Linked DNA regions of Mus musculus: region 1 is linked to region 2. The links are chromatin contacts, called in public HiChIP or PLAC-seq maps. All regions are on one chromosome and are shown on one strand. The core of a region is the stretch at or near the end of the contact, and the rest is flanking DNA. Distances in the headings are between cores, read along the strand shown.

Region 1 (4,027 bases), core at 591-3,090, 1.8 Mb before region 2:
AATCCTGACTTGGGAAGCAGAGGCAGGTGAATCTCTCGGAGTCTGAGGCCAGCCTGATCTCCAAAGTGAGTTCCGGGACAGCCAGGGCTACCCAAAGAAACCCTGCCTCAAAGAAACAAAACAACAACAGCAAAAAAGTTGAGTCCCAGGTTGGGCATAGACAAGGGCAGCCTGCTAGGTCAGGCACAAGTAATGATGTGAAGACTCAGGGCACCCAGCAGGTCTTGGGGGTGAGAAACTTCTCTGTGCCCTCTAAAGGAGATGAAGCAAATGAGGCATGGTGAGAGTGGTGGGAGGCAGGAACCAGGGGTCTCAGGAGGCGAGTCCTGGCTAGTTAGAAAATGTGAATCCCAGACACATTTTTAAAAACCCTCTAATGTCTCTATGTGCAAAGGAGCTATTGCCAGAAGTTTCTTTCCCTTTAAATAAGATGCTATATAGAAAACTGTTGATTGTCATTGACATAACGTCTCAAAACATGATTCTACCATTACCATTGAAAAGGCAGCCAGCCTCTGAGTAGTCCACACATCCGCACACCTTTGCTCCAGGGCCAAGGGCAGAGTAGAATGGAGAGATGGGAGGTGGCTCAGTGGGTAAGAATGTTTTCTGCACAAGCGTGAAGACCTGTGTTCAGATACCCAGAACCCACATTAAAACCTAAGGTATGGACATACATGCTTACAGCCTGTGTCATAGGGGCAGACTAGAGAATTTCCGGATTTGGCTAACATCCAGCCTAGCTCCAGGTTCAGTGAGAAATCTTGTCTCCAGGGAGTAAGCAGGATACCCAACATCTAGGTGTGCACACTTGCACACATATATATGCATATTATCACAATATATTTTAGAAGGCAACCATCTACATTTCTTTTTAAAGATTTATTTATTTATTACATGTTAAGTACACTGTAGCTGTCTCCCAACACACCAGAAGAGGGCATCAGATCTCATTATGGATGGTTGTGAGCCACCATGTGGTTGCTGAATTTGAACTCGGGACCTTTGGAAGAGCAGTCAGTGCTCTTAACCACTGAGCCATTCCTCCAGCCCCAACCTTCGACATTTTTATTGATATGGTCTCACCAAGCTGCACATTGAAAAATAGGCAAATTTTGCTATATGTAGATCAGAATTCAATCTATTTAAAAAGATGAGGGAGACCATGGTCTATGAGAGCGGTTCTCAACCGTCCTAATGCTGCGACCCTTTAATACAGTTCTGCGTGTTGTGGTGACCCCAACCATAAAATTATTTTTGTTGCTACTTCATAACTGTATTTTTGGTACTATTATGATTCATGATGTAAATGCGTGTGTGTTCCATTGGTCTTAGGGGGACTCTTGTGAAAGGGTCATTCAACCTCCCATCTCCGAAAGGAGACTGAGAGCTGCTGGTCTAGGACAAATGTACCATTCAAGATTCACGGTCTCCAAGCACATCTGCAAAGGGCAGAAATGAAGAGGCTGCCTACCTAGGAAAGCCGGGTCAGCTCACTGTCAGTCATACCGGTCAGCTCACTGTCAGTCATACGCATGTCTCCAGCAGAGCAGGGCTTACCTTGAAGAACTTGGAGATCTGGGGTTTGAATTATAGCCATTACATAGGAATGGAGCCTTGATGCAGACGATCATGTAAATAAGTGTTGACTCCCTTCAGTTTTCTAAGCCCCGCATCCTTCTGACACTCCCTTCACCCTCCTGGCTGAGGCTGTAAGCAAAGGGAAGAGGCAGGTACCAGGAGAAGCACAGGAACTCTGGTACCGACCCCTGCTGTGTTCTAGTTCCTTGTGCCCCCTGCTGTGTTGTGGTTCCTTGTACCAGCTGGTGGCCTGTAAAGACTGACTGGCTCTTTCTTTGGGACCTTGGGTTGACTCAGTGTATGTGTGCACACACAGTCATGCACCAGACAAGGAACATGAGTGGTTGGCCACACATGCAATTGTGACCTAATTATTTATTCTGCCTGGTGACTCAGTAGGCATTTCAGTTAATGTAGGTAAATTCTCTCTCTCTCTTTCTCTCTCTCTCTCTCTCTCTCTCTCTCTCTCTCTCTCTGTGTGTGTGTGTATGTGTGTGTGTGTGTGTGAGAGAGAGAGAGAGAGAGAGAGAGAGAGAGAGAGAGAATATAGAAACAAATTTCAAAGGAGAACTAGCTTAGCTGTGGCTGACAGGTGTACAGTTCCTAGGGCTGGTCTCCACTCAAGTGTGGAAGCTGAGAAGCTGGTCTTGTGGTCTGGAGATAGGATTCCTCCTCAGGGAGGCCACGGTTTAAGAACTTTTGGATGTGATGAAGCCACCCACACTAGCAAGGGTAATCTTTACTTTGTCAACTGCTCTAAATGTTAACATTTGCAAACACCCAGGCTCATATTTGACTGAAAAACCAAGCTGATCCCTAAAACTACCCACTGGTATATGCAGAAGGCGACCCAGGATTTCGGGAGAATATCGAAGTGGTTTAGGGAAACAGGGTTGCTTTCCCTTTCTCAGACCCCTGTCCCTTTGTCAGATTGTCCTAACTCAGTGATTTTTTTTCCCTGAAGTGTGAAAACAAAGACACAGTTTGCAACCTCTCAAAAATAAAAAATAAAATTCATTTATTGAAGTGGAAATTTAACACAAGATCCATATGTGCAACCCAAATGAGACCTAGAAGCTCTGACATGACCCACACATGTACACAATGCACATCTGAAGCTATGACATGACCCATGCATGTTCGCAATGCACATCTGAAGCTCTGACATGCCCCACGCGTGTACGCAATGCACATCCAGGTAGGCGCCAGCACACGGTACTGTCTGGCTGTTAAGACTCTCTGTAGGGCAGTTCTCTCGTTCCTTGATTTCAACATATACTGACAGCTTTACGATATAGACGTGGGATTTTATTATTCATAAAAAAAAAATTCCAGCTTCTTCAACATCGGCTTGATTTAAACCAAAGAACAGGGTAAACACCAGGCTCCTTCCAGCCTCATTTTCTGCTGCTTTTTTTTGATAACTGCTTATGAGCACGGTTTAATGTCTCTGACCAGTGAATGGCTCGGGACACACAGAAAAAGAAGACACCGGCCAGACGGAAGCTGGCGCGGCCAGCAGGACTAAAGTGCCTTCAAGTATTGACCACAGTTTCAAAGATGAGCCACATGGCCCGCTTTCCCCTAATGGTATCTGATTTGTAATGTACTTTGGAAAATTAAATTCTCAAGCCAGCTTGGCGCCACCCTCCTGATTGCCACGTCCGACCACTCTGTCTGGTTCCCATATCAGGCCCCAGAAAGCCTCAGTGTGCCAGTGGGAATGGTGGCTGGGGCTGGCTAGCAGGGAAAGCAAACCCTTGTCCAGAGCCCTTGTCGGGCAGGCAGGTGGGCGGGCGGGCATTAGAAGGGGGTAGTGAGTGCTGTAAACATGATCTGAGCTCTGCACTTCCTGGAAGGATCAAGTGAAACAATGGAATCCAAAGAGCAGACACTGACGGGAGGGAGAAATCTGAGGATGAGACAGCCTAAGGACAGGCTCTGGGATCTAGCTTCAGACCACTGATCACACTTAGCACAAGACTTCCAGGGGAAGAGAGCAGACAGGAGCACCTGCCCATAGGTGTGGCTAGTGAGGTGAGACAGGTGGGCCTAAGCTAACCTCTACCTCTCCCGACCCAGACAGCAGCACAAGTGATGCCACAGCTAAGGGCACGGTGGGTTGCTCGGGCTAGATCACATGCTTCCCAGCAAGTGCTCACATTCAAGTTTTCGATAACTGGCCTCTGACTTTGGGTACAGACAAGGAATGGGCTGGCAAGGATGGGGCATGTCTGCCTCTGGGGCATCTGGATTCAGGCTTAGTTTCCACAAGCCTTGTCTATATTGTTCTGCCCAAGCTCCCATTTATCTGTTTTCCCACCGGGGGCCATCTGGCTCCAAACTGACAGTGGGAGGGGTCAGGAGGGCTCTGACTCAGGGCTCCTGTGGGCGCCTGGGCTGTGTGTGGCGCCTGGCACTATGTGCTTAGCAGCTTCCTGGTGTC
Region 2 (4,272 bases), core at 1,612-4,111:
CACTCTCTTCAACCGCGAGCCAAAATAAATATTTCTTCTTCAAGTCTCCATTCTTAAGAATTTGTTCACGGGGCTGGAGAGATGGCTCAGAGGTTTAGAGTACTGACTGCTCTTCCAGAGGTCCTGAGTTCAAATCCCAGCAACCACATAGTGGCTCACAACCATCTGTAATGGGATCCAAGTGCCCTCTTCTGGTGAGTCTGAAGATAGCTATAGTGTATGCATACACATAAAATAAATAAATAAATCTTCAAAAGAAAAAAAATTGTTCTCAACAATAGGAAAAGTAATGGATATGGGACCTGTGATTCCTTTTTAAATCAAGACCCGTGAAAGTTGACTCCAAGAGTGTCCCTTATCTCTCACCTGGAAAGCTTGGTGTGAAGCAGTGGTCTGCGGATGTCTGCTCTTTGAGGAACAGCCTAGAACAGGGAAACAGTGGTCTGAAACAGTCTCCCAGATGCCGCCCTCCCCCACCAGTCGACGTCCTTTATCTTCCATACCTGGACAGTGGCCACAGTCCTTTCTGAACCCTTGCAGGGACCCATGACCTCGCCTGAAACACTCTGACTCCGACCCGCAGGTCTATGGGCATTGCCAAGATCCGCTGGCCCGGAATTCAGCTCCGTTGAGCTTAGGGACTGAGTCTCCAGCAGCCCTTTGGACTTTGCGTGCATCCCACGCTGCAACTCCTGCGTGGAATAATCTTTTCTCAAGTCCTCACCAGTGGGCCCACCGCTCCAACCTACGCGATGTAATTTGCCTGGCTCAGAGAAGCAGCACTGCCGCTGCTGGCTGGAGAGACGCCCCCGGCCAGCAGCAGCTAGCGCTGGGACAGCGGTGCGCGCCGGCTCCTCTTCTCCCAGCTCCTGGCTGCTGGAGGCGGAGCGCACGTGCGCCGTGGGAAGTCGCGTGGGGACTGCGGGACGCAGGCGGCCCGGCAGGCTCATGCGAAACTCCTTTCGCTGGAAGGACGTCTCCCGCAGCACTCGTCGCTGTGCACCCTGCAACCGCTGGCGGTAGGCGTCCCGCGAGGCTGGCGGGCTGGGCGGCTCTGCGGTGTGAGCTGTAGCTTCAGCCTCCGCGGCCAGCGCGTACAGCAGTGGGGTGTCTTGTCTGTTTAGTGGTCCCGGGCTTCCCTGGACCTCTGGGGACCGTGGGTCACTGTGCCCAGCGACTGCCTGCACAGGTCGCTGAGTCGTTGAAAGGACAGCGTCCTTCGAGGTAGGAGATTGGCTGCCCCAAACCACTCGCACGTAGTCCCAGTCTAGGTAAGGGAGGCGCTCGGTGCCAGGGGACGGAGTGCGCGTCTCAGGATCACCAGACGCCGTGGAGAAAGAGCTGTAGGCAGAGTCGGCGCGCGTGGACAACCGTCGCAAGTCCAGGCTTTCAGTGGCTGAGGCCTGGGAGGTGCGGTCTCTCCCAGTACCCAGGGCCTCCATGCTTATACAGTTGGAAATTGGAGTTGGCAGACCTGGTGGTGGGGGCCGAAAAGAACAAAAAAACAAAAAAATCAAAACATAGATGGGTTGGTGAGTGAAGAGTTCAGGTAAGGGCTAGGACAACCTGCTGGCTCCTTTGCCGAGGAGAACTGGGGGCTTACACGTGCCCTCCCCGGTCACAGGGTTCCTAGCTCTGGCATCTTCTTTCTCATCAGAATGGTAGAGAAACTCTTGAGGTTGACACGGTCTGGGCAATAGGATGCGCGCAAGTCTGGGCGTTAGTTAGGAACCTTAGTTCTGACGTAGTAGATCCACTCCCTTGCCAGGGCTTCCCTAGTGGTACCTCTGCTCGGACACTCCTGCCGTGCTGAGACCAGGCACATGCTCAAACTCCAGTCCCACCCAGGCTGCTTCCTGGCCATTCTGTTAGCGTCTATGTTTGATCTTTTCCTGATAAACAATGATCAAGAACATTGAGATCACAGAGGAGCCCAGAAAAGGAATGCCAGAGGCAAGGCAGGAGCAGCGACAGCTTCTCAATTTGTCCACCCCCATTCTGTGCCCTTTATGGTCCAGGTGTGTAGCATAAATACTCATCTTAGTCCTCAACCCCCTAGGTGCCTTTTTTTTTTTTTTCAGATGAGAACCCCGCGGTTCTGAGGAGGAAGTGACCCGGCCCAGAGACACACACAGGTCGTAAGTGGCAGAGCCCTGCCTAGAATCGAGGCATGTCTCCAAGTTCACTGCAGCCAAAATTAATTTCCTAGAGGCAAACCCTGGCCAAAGCCCTTGCCATGGTCCCTCTTTCTCCAAGAAAACCCACAGTCAAAGTGTGAAATAAGTCAACTTCAAGTGCCATAAATTCCATAATAATACATTGGGTGGGCCCGCAACTATGTCTTCTGTCTAGGGAGCTTCATCAGACACCCACCTCTCTCATGCTACACCCACAGGACTCAGCTTGGAGGTCATGGGGTTCTTTGGGGGGGGGGGTCACTCATCACCCCTACTCTGCCATTGTTTTTTATTTCCTCCTCCCATTCCCACCCCCTGAGTGTCCTGGGGACAGGCCCTGCCTTTATATGTCACTCAGTGCCTGGCACCAGCCCTGGCATGTAGTCAATGTTAAATAAATAGTTGGTGACTGGCAAGGGGACAGACGGAGGCATGGGGAGTTGGTAGAGGGGTGGCCTTGGTAGAAAAGAGGAGGTTTACTGTCTTCCCCGCCCCCTTCTCCCCTCCCTATTAGTCTTTTCTGGGGAAAGCAACAGAATGGCTGAGGAGGCCCTGGCCACCACGGGTTTAACCAGGTTACTCATGCGTTATCAGGAAGAAACAGAGCCTGCAGGCAAGCAGGACTGGCTGGAAATTGATCTCTCCCCAGTGCCAGGAGGCAGAGCAAGGGGGAAGGCCTGTGTGGCTGCGCTGGGATTGGCTGAGAGCAGCTCTGAGGTTTGAGGATCTGTGACTCCCAGTGACCTATGTTGGAAGGTTGTCTTCCTTGACCTGCTTGGTTAGGGTGCAGAGAATAGGGTGGCACACACTGGGGGTGTGGTCCCAAAGCAGGCTCATTTGAGCTTCCCAGACACTTTGGAATACAGGTGGGCAAATCTCTCTGGGATGCAGTAGTCAACACATTGCTGGGAGTGGGGCCAGGAGCATAAAGCCTTCCTAAAGTGGAGAGGCAAGTGAGCCTCCACTAGACCTAGGGCCAGACTCTTGATGTGACCACACTGGGTGACTGACTCTTCATGTACAACAAGGCCAGCCCTGTTGGTTAGTCTTTACACTCAGGGCTGGTGATCTTTTCACAAAGGCCACAGGAGGGTAAGAAGCTACCAACTGAGTGACAGCCTCTAAGAAAATAGGCAACTCCTCTAAAAGGCCTACCCTGGCTGCTTAGACACCAGTGCGCTCGCTTTCTCTCTCTTCCTACGTTTTCTTTTCTTTAGAAACTTTTTTTTTTTTTGGCTAGGCAGTAGCGGCACACACCTTTACTTCCAGCACGTGGGAAGCAGAGGCAGGCGGATCTTTCTAAATTAGAGCCCAGCCTGGTCTACAGAGCAAGTTCCAGGACAGCCAGAGCTACACAGAGAAGTCCTGTTTCAAAAAAACAATAAAAATAAACAAATAAATAGGTTATCGGATGTGTGTGGTATATGCACAGGTGTGTACATTGGAAGCCAGAGGTGGATGTCTAATATCTTCCTCTGCCTCTTTTCACTTTTTTTTTTTTTTTTTTTTTGAGAAAGGGTCTCTCAATTATGTAGCCTTGACTGTCCTGGAACTTTTTAAGTAAACCAGGATGGGCTTGAACACTCAGAGATCCACTTTCCTCTACCTCCCAAGTGCCAGGATTAAAGACATACACCACCAAGCTTGGTTTACCCTACTTTTTTGTAACAGGCTCTTTGTTTTGCTTTGTCTTTTTTTCTTTCTCTAAACAGGGTTTCTCTGTGTTGCCCTGGCTGTCCTAGAACTCACTCTGTAGGCCAGGCTGGCCTCGTTAAAGGTGTGTGCCACCACTGCCTGGCTGAGACAGGCTCTTTTACTGAACATCATTTAGCTAGGCTAACTGGCCAATGAGTTTCAAGAATTCCCCTGTCTCTTCTCCTCCCCCCTACCCAGCAACAGCACCCTACTCTTCACTTGGGTGCAGGGGAGTCAAGGTTAGGTCTGCATGTTCATACAGCAGGTGACTTACTAACTCAGCCAGCTCTCCAACTCCTCTCTTCCTAATCTTTGTAAACCCAGATCATGGGCTGGCATATGTCATTCGTGCCTGGCCACGTTGGCATGCCAGAAAAGTAGAGGTGATGAAGTACAAAGA

Evidence for each region. HiChIP or PLAC-seq counts read pairs in DNA pulled down with a chosen protein or histone mark.
Region 1: a contact with region 2 is called in a FOXA1 HiChIP or PLAC-seq map of pancreatic cancer cells. The contact joins two enhancer-like sites. A contact is called at or near these places in 3 of 39 promoter capture datasets (liver and pre-B cells), 1 of 115 datasets of contacts at active chromatin or transcription factors (pancreatic cancer cells) and 1 of 9 other capture datasets (liver).

The regions. Positions count from the first base shown.
Region 1 is chr11:55,234,879-55,238,905 of GRCm38.p6, reverse strand. Slc36a1 (solute carrier family 36 (proton/amino acid symporter), member 1) reads right to left here. Exons shown (of 11, transcript NM_153139.4): 11 at 2,576-4,027. Among named protein-coding and RNA genes, the nearest start is that of Slc36a1, 33 kb to the right of the region's middle. Within about 2 kb of position 1,840, at least 11 of the 459 cell types and tissues checked have an H3K27ac peak or open chromatin away from gene starts, as enhancers often do. A contact at or near this core is called in pancreatic cancer cells, where this site is marked.
Region 2 is chr11:53,460,425-53,464,696 of GRCm38.p6, reverse strand. Shroom1 (shroom family member 1) reads right to left here. Exons shown (of 8, transcript NM_027917.3): 2 at 504-1,474; 3 at 367-422. The coding sequence starts at 1,442. Among named protein-coding and RNA genes, the nearest start is that of Shroom1, 5.4 kb to the right of the region's middle. Within about 2 kb of position 2,861, at least 31 of the 459 cell types and tissues checked have an H3K27ac peak or open chromatin away from gene starts, as enhancers often do. A contact at or near this core is called in pancreatic cancer cells, where this site is marked.